Linked DNA regions of Drosophila melanogaster: region 1 is linked to region 2. The links are chromatin contacts, called in public Hi-C maps. All regions are on one chromosome and are shown on one strand. The core of a region is the stretch at or near the end of the contact, and the rest is flanking DNA. Distances in the headings are between cores, read along the strand shown. Region 1 holds the start of dysc (dyschronic). Region 2 overlaps bru3 (bruno 3).

Region 1 (6,316 bases), core at 3,005-5,504, 260 kb before region 2:
AAGCCCAATCCAAAACATATATTATACAGAGACTCTACTGGAATATTTGCTGATATTTACAAACACACATATACATTAAGTATATTTACTTATATACAACCATTGATATTCTAAATGTGGTACAATAATTTTAGATCTTGAAACGGATATTGAGTTTGTTTAAGGATTCTCATTGTCTGTACTTAACTTTGAGGTCTTAAAAACACAAACAACAAAGAATATTTGTATAGATGTTTTTACCCACAGTACGTGTATTATAAATACCAATTTAAATATAAGTACTATATGTAACATTTTTCGAGTGGAGTGCACAACAACAAATATTGTTTTATCGATACTTTAGCCGTATAAGATACCGTATTTCAGATTCTCTAAGTTATCTACATTGAAAATTAATGAGAGAATGAAACAATTATACACTTACGGTATACACTAAGAATCTGCTTTGATTTATACATATTAAATATGATTAATATTTAACTACAAATTTAAGTTAACGAAAGAAAAGAAGGAAAACAAAAGAATATTGTAAATATAAAAGTGAAAATCGATAATTTGTGTTCTTCTGAAAAATAAATTGTACCAAAAGAATGAATACTGTGACTTGTGTATTTTCAATAAGGATACGTTTCAAAGTAAGTAAAGTAACGGCTGCATATTAAAGTTCCTAAAGATTAATTTCATTATCCTTTTATGTTTTTGTGTTAGACACCTTGCTAGAATCGCATCATCGATATATTCCGAATATCATGTCATCCCATCTTTGTCCGGAAATTTGTCATTCCATTTAAGGTATTAGTAATCCAACAAAACTGATTTCCATCTTTGATTAGTCCGGCTTGGCTATGTGAAAACTTAACCCCCGAGTCGACTGAAAAAGTTAACCCATTTCTATGTGAAAAGCGAAGAAGGACGAAAAGCGGAAAAATCTGATTATCAAGCAGCCGATGCCAAGAGAACTTGGCCAAGGCTTCAAACCAAATCAGCATCCACAAGGCTAAAAGAAGGGGTTAGAAGAAAGGACTAAGTTAGCGGGTCAAAACATCTCATTACATTTGCAGAATGAAACACACACACACACACTAACACAGCGAGGGGATGAAGGCAGTAAAACCGAAATAAATTACTTTTTTGGCTTTTAACAACTTTTGGTCGTCGGAAACGAAAACAAGTTGCACCTTCAAATGGGGTGGTGACCCGCTCCAAACTTTCGCTGAAAACAAATTTCGTTTTCCTTACCCCTTCTTCGGCGCGTATAATTTTTGGGCCGACACAAACTTTAATTAGATCACTTCAATGACAAAAAATAAATAATCTCGTTCCGCAATAATAAAACCCACAGAGGCAAACAAATTGAGGATGTAAGGGCAAGGGGGCGTGGCAGGGCATCGGGACTAACTTGAAAAGCTCTCGAAAAACAAACTTTCTCAAACTAGTCGGTGAAAATCCGCATCAAGCATCAAATGGAAATGTAAATAAGTTGACTTGACTTGACGTTGAGGCTGCTCAAAAGGGCTGAAAAGTGGGTGGTGACATCTAAGTCGAGTGCTGCCAAAAGGGGGCGTGGCGGTGAGCAGGAGGTGAACATAGTGAAAGCTCCGGGGTTAACAATGACGTCATCGTTGTGCAAGTCATGAGCACTCAGAAAAAAATCATAAACAAATCGGTTGTACAATGCCCACTACTTAGTTTAAGCCGATGATTTTAATTAAATTTTAAGAAGCAAGTCACATAATCCTTACCACAATTTCATTAAATATTATAAATTTAAATTGTTTAAGTATTTTAATTTATGGTTTTTAAATCTGATAGATTTATTATAGATTCAGAATGATAGTCGAATTTACTATTATTTGAACAAATCATTGATAACGCATGCTTGTATTTTTTTCAGTGCAACGGAAGCAAACCAGTGAGGATGGGGGATAGTGAAGGAGGTAAAAGCAATTTCTAGCGTACAAAAGCGTTTCGTCATAACTGAGAAGGAATAATCGATAACCTCAAGCAGACACAATGACGCAGTTGGAATGACATAATTCAACACATACCCACAAAGAAAATTGATAAGACAGGGTCACAACTGCAGGTCAAAACAAGAAATTCAATTAGAAAGTCCTAGAAGAAAGAGGGGGATTAGGGCTGGCGGTATCATGACGACAGTCTAGTTTGGCCTTCTCCATTCCTCCACGCCATACACAAGCCCCCACCCCTTGTAGGTTACACCCTCTTCCTTAACGATTCCCTCGACCATATACCCACTATATAGCACGTGTACATTTCCATCGACACCAGGTGAAACCTTCAAACAAAAAACAGCCAAACACAAAAAGGAAAACACGAAACTTAAAACGAAGACTCATGCCAGGTGACTTAAATACCCTTGCGATCCGATTCATCAAATACGGGTGATATCTTTAATAGTAATACCTGTGCTTCATCAAACACTAATAATAATATTAAAAAAAATGGAAAGCATTTAAAATAAAATATTACAATATTTTAAAAAATCGATTTTTAAATATGAAAGTATTTGTATGGTTAATCAAATGATTTACTATTTTCTGCAATCCTCTATAAACTTCAAGCCAGAGGAATCATGTCGTTATTTTCAGTTGCCTGCTTTCGAGCGCTATTCTCAGGCAGGCGAAAATGCAACAACGTGTCGGGCCCTCACTCACACTAGTGCCCTTCGCCCATTTCCCACTCTCTCTGCCACACACTCACCAACACACAGCCTCCCTAGAGAGAGAGAATAAAGGACCTGTGCTACCTGCCAAACTATTCCTTCTCTGCTTCTTCCTCATCGTGCAGCTCCTGTCACACATTTTTGACGTTTCTTTGCCAGCTGTGTTGAGTTCTTGCGTGGGAGAGTTCCCCAACAAAAGAGAGAGAGAGACAGAGAGAGAGAGGAAACTCTGTCAAGGAGAGAGCTTTTCTGCAAATTCTGGCATTACCTGGTTCTATTGGGTCTCATCGCATGGGCCTCAGTTCGCTTTTCGGACTATTGAGTGATTTCCCTCTCTTCGGGGAAATTCGAGATGGAGAGTAAAGCGAAGGAAAATGCACGGGTTGGGGTAGCTGGGAAGGCTTTTGATGGGCGCGGGTTTGTTGGATGGGTTTTATGGCTACACCAAGACACTTAATTGGGAAAAAGCTTCAATAAAATGTTGCATTAAGCCATTGTAGCTACGAGATCTTAAGCCGAGCAATTGTAATTTGAGACATTTTATTTCAATTATTTTTATTTGGCATTGATATTACAATTTCGAAAAATTTTAAACTATGTATGAACACTACGGGAAATTAAGTTATATATATTCCCATATTGGGAATATAATTAGGCTTTAGGTATTATCTTTCTTTTATAGTTAAGACTTTGTAATAGCAATAGAATTCGTTTAAATATTCTGATAGGCGTTTTTAAATTATAGCTGTAAAAATTAATAAGCAATGTTATGTTATGTTATATGACTAATATAAATACTTGTTTTAATACTACGTTTTAATAAAATCAATTTAAATTTGGGAGGGCAATGACCCTTAAATGTTAAAATTTTGTATAGTGCACAATTACGTCTACATTTTAGGTGCATGTGGACCTGGTGCCCATAACAAACGTAACAAACGTAACGAAAACAATTACACGAAAGAAATCCTCAAAAAGCACACTGGAAATGAGACTGAGAATACACACCCCCTCGCTGGTATTCCCTTTATCCTGGGACTCCCTCCCCTCGTCCATCTCTTCAGGGACTGCTCAGTGAACATTAAAATAACAAAATCCAAACAACGCAAACTTTGAGTGCAAGACCAACAAGAGTATCCTAGAACCCAGGGCCAGAGAGAGAGAGAGGTGCACTCAGAAAAATAAATAAAATGTTAATGTATTCATTAATCCTTAAACAACAATATTACCTACAATAAAGGATACAAAACTACGATTTAAAATATAATAATTATTTTAAAAGTTTCGTTTCCAAATTCAAAATGTTTTAAAAAAATCTGAATACATTTTGTGATAATACAAAATTCATAGGACATAAAAAATAAGAATTTTAATTAATATTCAAAATTTTGTTGTTGTGTAGGGACAGCATACGCGAGAGAGGGAGAAAGCACGAAGCTCGCCAGGACGTCGCCAGTCAGTCTCGGCGGGGATTCTGCTCTCGGTGCGTTGCTCTCTTTGGCTGCACGGAAGCCTACAAAATCGGGGAAAGCTTTTGGGCCGAGGCCTCTACGAAGCGAAGCCTTCAAAGTAGTCGGAGAAGTGGAGCCAAACGGTCAAGACGCGGAGCTCCGCTGAAAAATAAAACAATATACAGAAGGAGAGAGCGAAGGGAAAGAAACTACAAAATCGCAGCCCAAATCGCGCTTCGTGGAAAAGAAAAAAGTTGGCTACAAAATAATTGCAAAAGGCTTCAGCCAAATAACCCCGATAAAATCGAAATAAAAAGTGTTTTGAAATGCCAGTTAAGGAAGTACACCAATTATGGGCTGTCTAAAGCGAAAGAAGGAAAGAGACAGGGCAATTCTGCCTCTTCCGTGTTGTTGTGTGTAATGTGTGAAACGATTTTCCTCCTTCAACAATTTTTTTTTGTCAACATGCACGGGGCATGTAGATACAGCGACGAACAGGCTGAACTAGAGCCAACGAGAAGGGTCCTTCATTAAATTGGTTGCAAAAAAATAAGCAAAAAATAAATGAAACAGTAGCAGATGAGGGTTACTTTTTGAGACAAACACCAAGGAAATAATAACCTTGACGGCTTCTGGCCAAGGCTCTCAACTCGCTGTTCGAGGGTCCGCGTCGTACAACATGGCGTATGCTTAATAAAACCAAAATATTATATGCCAGCAAAAATGCAAACATGTGCAACAAAGTGTGCGTGCGCGTGTGTGGGTGCCAAATAAAATATTAAGCAAATAAATAGCGGATTCGATTCGACTCAACTCCACTCTACGCGATTCCCGATGACGCATTCGAGAAGAGTAGGGCAGAAGGTTAAATTACACAAAACGTCAAATTCGCCACGTACGATAGTCGATTCGGAGTCGTTAGTCCGAAATTCGGTTTCGGTTTCGGAGTGCTCGGTCGGGATACGGAGTATTCAGATTATAGGCGTAAAGAGAGCAGAAACTATTCGGCACATAACACAGCCAAACTTGCCAACTGAATTCCGCTATAAGAATATAAAACCGAAAGAATCATCAATAAAATTATTAAATATTATCTATGAGCCTCAACCAAAGTGTCCCTGTGTGGCTGGCGAATATCATGCATATTATTTCAACAATTTACTCAACCAGAAAATGTGCCTAGCTCTCTGAGCGTGGGAGAAAGCTTGGCGAGAGAGAGAGAGAGTAGCACCCTCAACCTTAATTCACCACGATAAAATACAACAAAGAGGCAACCTAAAAAAAATTAAAAAAAAAAAATACTTTCACTCTCGCCCCAACGTGGCGGCATCGAGAGGCAGGAAGCGCAAGAGTGACAGACAGACAGAGAGAGAGAGACGGACGGGCGGACGGCGCTGGAAAACTCAAAGGGAAAACTTTTTGCATGCCACAAGCAGCAGGAGCGTCACAATCAGCATCAGCTGACTGCTGCAGGAAGCCTGGCAGCAGGACAACTGTGTGTTGCGGACAGGACGAGCGTCCGGTCGTGTCACAATCCATTCAATAGGGGCCTCCAGCAAACACTGGCCAACACACAGGCTCCTCTGGCCGCCTCTCACCAACACACACACTCACACACACCGCGCCCGAGCAACGGCAGTTTTAATGTATCCTTAGAATTCCAAACAGGTGAGCATACAACCCAAATTGTGAACACAGATAAGGCACAAATAAGGTGCAGTGAAAGGACTTGATATACGTATAATAAATCATTGTGTTTATAGTTTTGAATGGGCGATAGGTCTGAATGCTTCGGTCCGCAAAAGTGTGCTAAATAAAAAGTTGCAAAACTCGTCACAAGAATACAGTGAATACAGTAGTCTCATTGTTTCAAGTAATATTATTGGTCTCCTTTTGCTATTTTATTCAGCACATAGCTTTACATCCTTTTTTTTAACTTTACGTTTATATGAAACAATAATACGACATGAAGATATGGGTTATAATTTATTTATCATAATGAAACTAAAACGGAGAATACCATATACATTCAGACAGTTATCGAATTTAAAAGTGAATAGAACATTTTATAAGAAGTCATTTTAATTTTAATTGGCTTAACTGCACAAATTCGTGTATATCCCCAAAAAAGGGTTTGCAGTTAAAGTTCTTTTAAATGTAGGTTACTAAGTCTTAGTTC
Region 2 (6,334 bases), core at 3,721-6,220:
TTGGAAGTTGTTAAATGTAAAAATTAAAATGTATAAAATGTGTATATTTTATATTAAACTGAGGAGGAACTCTGCAAATGTCAGTCACTCACTTTCGCCCCCGTTCGCACATTCGTTCAGTTATTCACTCATTCACTCATTCAGTCATTCATTCATTCAGGCAGAACGTAGTCGGTTTTATGAGGTGTTAAGTGGGCTTAAATTAAAAGTGGGCGTGGGTGGAATGTGACGAAATGTTTGCATATTTATTTAAGTTATGGCAAACGGCGAGAAGGAGCAACCATCCGAAGGATCCTGGGGTGGCTCTCTCTCACTCACTCACATACTCTCCACTCCTCTCCGTTGAAGAGGGCTGCAGACTTGACTTCTGTTTGTTTTCCGTTTGACGTGAAGGGGCCACATGTGCGTGTTATAAATTTATATTTAATAAACTTTTGGATCTTCGAGGCTCAAGTGGGTATCACAGGGATTTAGCGCCAGAGATTCCCGGCTGCAGAGGGCGAAGGGCAAAGGACAAAGGACGAGCAGAACCCAAAGGAAGGTGAAAATGAGGCAGTGATAAGCAAATGGTTGCCAGTTTATAATGAACATATAATGTTTCATATAGAGCTAACAGGCGTCAGCAGGCAGTTCTCAAGTTCCAATTGTTCTCGACCTTTGTCATGTCCATGTCCTGCTATCTCACAGAGATAATCTGATTTCCCATTTGCGTACTTTCCCCCGGAACTCTTCTCGCACATTGCACTTTCTCACCGACAGTACTTATGGGTCCCTATTAATTATATATACAAAAAATAACGCTCTAGCTTTGTTTGCCTTTGACACACCCACAAAACCAAACTAAGACACCGTGTCACAGGACACGTGGCAGCATTTTGAGTAGCAACATCAAGTTGCTTATTAAAATAATAACAAGGCCGACCGGAAAGAACTAAACTCCGAATGTGGGATGCAGTCAACCCTCGGCGGTAGGAAAACTAACCCCCGCAATCACAGATGCGGAAATCAACCCCGATAATGAAGAGCCAAGGCCAAGCGTGTCTTAAAGTTTTAAAGCCCATAAAATACTGCCCGAATCTATGCCACTTTGATCATCAAATCACGTTGTGCGCTCTCTAACGTCCTTAATTCTGCCCACTCCTTTCGACTTGGTTGGCTGGGCGCAGGAAAAGGAACTATTACTGACCCAAGGGACAGGACTAAATGAAATCTAAATTAATACAATTTTCGGGTCGCTACGCTTAGTGCTGGACCCAACGCACATATCTCCGCCAAAGTGTCCTTCCTCTCCCCCATCGTCGTCCTGCCATATTGACAGCCAGCGAGATCAAAGATGTGTGCAGAACTTGTGCTGCTTGCAAGGAATTTGCGCTTGTTTTTGGGGATCCTCTGCAGGAGGAGGGGGAGTCGGTAAATTGAGACATGGACATGAACCAATTTCGTGCCATATTCATATGAAGACCAGGCAGCAAGGCATGGCAAATAAAATAAATGGCAATGAATGACTGAGCAAATGAATAAATGGCAGAAATTTTTGCTTTGAAATTCAAATTTCAAAAGTTGTCATGACATTGTGTTTATGACATTTAGTTGCTAAGGCCAGAAAGAGATGACGCGCTGCAAAGTTGGAGATAGAGCTATACTATATATATGTACATACATATGTAGATGGAAAGAGACAACTTCTGTCGATGCTTCGTTTTTATTTTAATGTTTGGTCAGGGGAGTGGGCCCTGGGGTTGGGGACTGCATATTTAAAATTGAATATTTGCACGCCTTGAGCATTTCGGATTACAAAGATATACTTCACTTATGCGCACACAAACACACTCGAGCGCCGAGCGTGTGCGTGTGCATGTGCATGAGTGTGCGAGTGTGCGTGTGGGCGTGTCGTGTTGTCATTTGCATGCGCTCTATGCGTTTGTGCTATTTGCACTGCTCAAAGCCATGTTAAGCGGTTTATTTTTTGTGTTGTATGCTAAGCACACAGCATTTTCTCGTCGAAAATTAAATTTAAAGAGCCTTGAAGAGGGGAATATTAGGGACGCATGATGTGGCCAGAAATGGGTAAGAATTAGGGCTGTGAGAGGGTCCTTTTTGGGGGTATGTATAATTCCCTAAGCTGGACATGATCAGAATTTAAGAGATTCTTAAATCATCCAGCTATCTTCTTTAAAAGAATTTTTTGTTGCATTGAAAGTTGTTTATCTTGTCTTTTTGCTTATTAATTTAAAACTTAACTCAAAGTGTATTACCGTAATTATATAAAAATATAACATTTTAAAGCATTATTTTTGTACCATTTCCATTCACTGTGCGTATACGTTGCCTTACCGCTGGGTTATTATCCTTCTTAGCTTTTGTTTCCCCCGATTCCCTACCCATATCCTTTTATCTCACCTCAGGGCAGAGCTTTTCAAATTTAATATGAAATATGAATTCGCCTGATTTCATCAACTGCCGCGGCGGCGATGTGAGTTACACGTTCAATGTGAGTGTGTGAGTGTGTGCCAGAGATACATTTTCAAGTGTACACACGCTGCCTGCTGAGAAACGTACGCGATTGCTATTTACAAAAACACGCTGCCGTATGCCGCACACGATTTTCCAATTGAACTCACACGTGTACACACAGAGGCGGATACACGGATGCGGAGATACACAGATACGGCGACGAGACCTGGCGATACGGATACATGCAGTCCTGCGAGTCCTGCGAGTCCTATGAGTCCTGCCAGTGATGCCACGATGCCAGTGATGCAGTCGTGCATTCAATCGCTGCGTCGTCACCTCGCCGAGAAGATGGGTGCGGACCGCAAAGCGGGCTCCGACTGCCCGAAATCATTTCAAGTTAATAATAAATGGAGCATCATCATCAGACATCAAACCCGTAGAGCAAATATCGAGTATCCTTTTGCTCTGTTTGCGTTTGCGTTTGTATTTGCGTTTGTGTTTGTGTTTGCCTGTTTGCATTGCCATTGATTTATTTTTTTGGCATGGGTTTTTCAATTTGCTGCAGCAGAAGCAGCGGCGGCTTCTTCATGACATGTAATGAGCTGCCGCTGATGCCACTCCTGCGGCTCCTTGTGCGGCACGAATCAATTAAAATACGTGCCGGGCATTAGAAGAGTGCGGCGCATATACGGCCGGAGGATCCGGCTACGGATTCGGATTCAGGTTCAAATTCAGATTCCTGACTTGGCAATATTTCAATCAAACTTTTTTTTTGCCACTCTACGGGGCGGCTGTGTAGCCGTCCAAATGGATATTTATGCTTATCATGCTTATGAGGAATTCGCATTAGACTGAAAGTCAAGAGGCTGCCAACATGCCAACTCAATTGACAGTTGGCCAAGGCGGGGCACACGGGCAGATGGAAAATATGTGTGTGTATGCGTATGGGCCCACACATATGTATAAATTTAGGTATATATACTATATATACTGTCATTCTGTTGACAGGCTAGGTAGCCCACGCTCAGACACTGACACATACTGGCAAATACACATGAGTGCGTGTTTGTTGCCCTTAACAGACATTTTCACAGTTGAGTGCGTTGTTTGGGCTCAGCCTCACCTCCTACCCCAACCCCTTTAGCCATCATTCTCCGGAGCCTTATATAATTTGTAAGCATTTCTAGCGCGCCTGCTGGTATGCAGCAAAAATTCTCCATGTTGCCGTTTCACAAACTGATGGATTTGGGATGGTATGGTGATGGCTTGAGGGATGGGTCGTTCTTCTCGATTGCCCTTAAAGGTATGCTTTTAATGCCGCCCCCATCCGAAGCCGAAAAAATCAATTGGGTCATCGCCCCGAAATCACAGGAATTTAAATTTTCGCCACTTGAAAGCCAAGAAATCTAATTTGAGCATTCCTTGCCGGCCTACATTTTAATTAAAACGCAGGGAAACGAACTTTAACTTAGTTTTAGTACAAATAAACAAAAAGGAATCACATTTTCTCTATTATGGTGTATTTTTTATAAAAAGAATTTGTACAAACGATGAATTTATACGAAAGGCTGCCAAATATTTTCATTTGCCTACTCTTAGACACCTTTAAAATTGATTTTAAGAACTTTTGACTTAAAGAAATCAACTTGTCTGCTACAACAAAATGGTTACGCAATCTAAGTCAATAACATTTACCCCGTGTGAATTGGGCACCGCACTCAAAAGCGACTGACTCGTCCTTTTTCGTGCTAATTAGTAATTTTTGAAAGAGGCTCGTCTGCCCAACGAAAGTATTGATTAGCTTTCATTGGCCATTTCTGGCTGCTAATAAATTAGCAAAACTAATGTTTGTCTGACCCGACATTGGCTCGAAGTTTGGCTAATTAATGGCGAACCTTTCAAAGGGCTACACCTTGTTCCATATTTCGTTTTAGTTTTCTCTGGGTTTCCTTTAATGCTCGCTTCGAGAGTAAACAAAGTAATTTTTTTTTTGTGGGGCAGGACCAGGCTTAGATGGTCATTAGCATGCGTTAAAATGGCGTTAAATGTGTAACGGAAACCGGGGAAAGCCAGCGAAAGGACATGGTCTACACGGAGTTTCGCTTTCATTTCCATATCTCTCTCTTTTTTTTACACATTTCGTTGTATAATAAAAATGTCATAAATTTCTGGCCTTGCCGCGTGTTTCCCTCTTTCCGTTCGTTTTGTCGGTGTGTGTTAATTTTTTCTAATTGTCCGAAATTTAGATAATTACACGCCATTAATTATTTACATAATAATAACGTTCTTTTCCCTATACTTTCTTCATCGCGGGACGAGAGTTCGTTTTACAATTTTGTGGTTGACTCGACTGTGGGCGTGGCCATATACATACGTATGAGCTCGTATATATCGTTGTACATATATACAGATGCCGCGGTGGGGGGCGTAAAATTAAATTTACATAATTTATGACTTGCTCAGCAATGTTCATGGGCGTTGTGTTGCATAATTTTAGGCATTTTTGTTTATTGCGGCGTAAAATTTGAATTATGAATCAGGAATACCACCCGCTCCACTTTCGTCCACCCCCTGCCAACCAAATTCTAACTGCTTCCGTGCAAGGGTTACATTCTGAGGTTATTAGTAATTTATTTGCATATTTTGTGCCAGTGGAAGTGGCAGGGTGGGGCAACCGCCGGCTGACGGACAGGAGCAGGAGCTCAAGTGTCATACGACAGTCAAGTGTCGTGTCTTGAATGAAATTTAGCATTGAGTTGGGTTGGGAAACGAGCAAACAGGTGCGGTATGGGTTTTTTCAAGGATTAGACTTTAAGATTTAATAGATGATTTTCCTCTCGTTCGATCTCTCCACTTTTCGAACTTATTAACAGCTTTTGTCTGGCCCATTCGGATAATATATGAACCAATAAACATTCTTCCATGGCCAAGGTTCAATGCCAGAACTTTAATTGCCACTTGCTAATTGCAAACTCCCACCAAAGGAAGCCCTGCAACAACCATAATACACACTTGCCATATTTCATACATCGAGCTACATAAAGAATATAGATATTTCCCATTGAACGTGGCCCAGGCAGCAGACCAGACAGCATAAAAAGTGGAAGAAGCAGCCACTGATTAGTATCAAATGGTGGAGCAAGGAACACGGAGCAGGGAGCAGGGATCAAGGAGCAAGTAGCAGAGAGCGGGACCACGGAGGAAGATATAGTTGGTTGGATGGTTGGTTGCCCTCCAGCCGAAGCTGAATCTCTGTGGCTGAGGAGGCAGTGAAAAACTTTTGATTAAGCTGCAGTTATGGCAGGTTGTTAGAGCGCAGAGAGAGCTGCTCTACAAGCCATTGTTTTGCTTGCTAGCTCGTTAGTTTGTTTTGCTTTTACCTCCAGCTGGTGGATCCTGGAACACCCTTTTTACTACCACGCCCCAACCCCCAGACCCCATCCATAGCACACATGACAGATGCTTGAGGCAACATTGTCTACTTTTAGGTGCTTTGCCAGTGACAAATTTCTCCACCCGGGGATTGGGGGAGAGAAAGTCTTTCGCCGAGTATCTGTGTCCACAAGCAGCAGCAGCAGCAGCAGCAGCAGCAGCACGAAAAAACTTTTGCATAAAACTTTGATGATTTTTGTTAGAGAAGATGAAGCGCAGCGAGCGGCGTTTTCAATAAGCAAAACCTAACACTCCCCATCCAGTTCAGTTTACCCTCAAGCTAACCCCATAAAATATTACTTTTCTATCAACAAAAGTTGCCGGGGCCACTCAATTCGAAACCATTTTCCAAACTATCATCATCGTCGCCAGAGTGTGGAGAAAGCATCATAAAAATCGCTTTTCATGTGCTCCAAAGAGAAAAGGCGAAAGTCCGGGCTTGTAGGCG

Evidence for each region. A called contact is a pair of places that touch in the nucleus more often than the background predicts.
Region 1: a Hi-C map of the Kc167 cell line shows a contact between it and region 2, with 1.7 times the contacts expected there. A contact is called at or near these places in 9 of 107 Hi-C or Micro-C datasets (the D17-c3 cell line, the Kc167 cell line, cellular blastoderm embryo and 3 more).

The regions. Positions count from the first base shown.
Region 1 is chr3L:13,901,174-13,907,489 of dm6, reverse strand. dysc (dyschronic) reads left to right here and starts at 4,254. Exons shown (of 17, transcript NM_140411.5): 1 at 4,254-5,805. Rgl (Ral guanine nucleotide dissociation stimulator-like) reads left to right here. Exons shown (of 7, transcript NM_176327.2): 7 at 1-593.
Region 2 is chr3L:13,641,762-13,648,095 of dm6, reverse strand. All of the region lies in intron 4 of bru3 (bruno 3), which reads left to right. Among named protein-coding and RNA genes, the nearest start is that of mir-289, 24 kb to the right of the region's middle.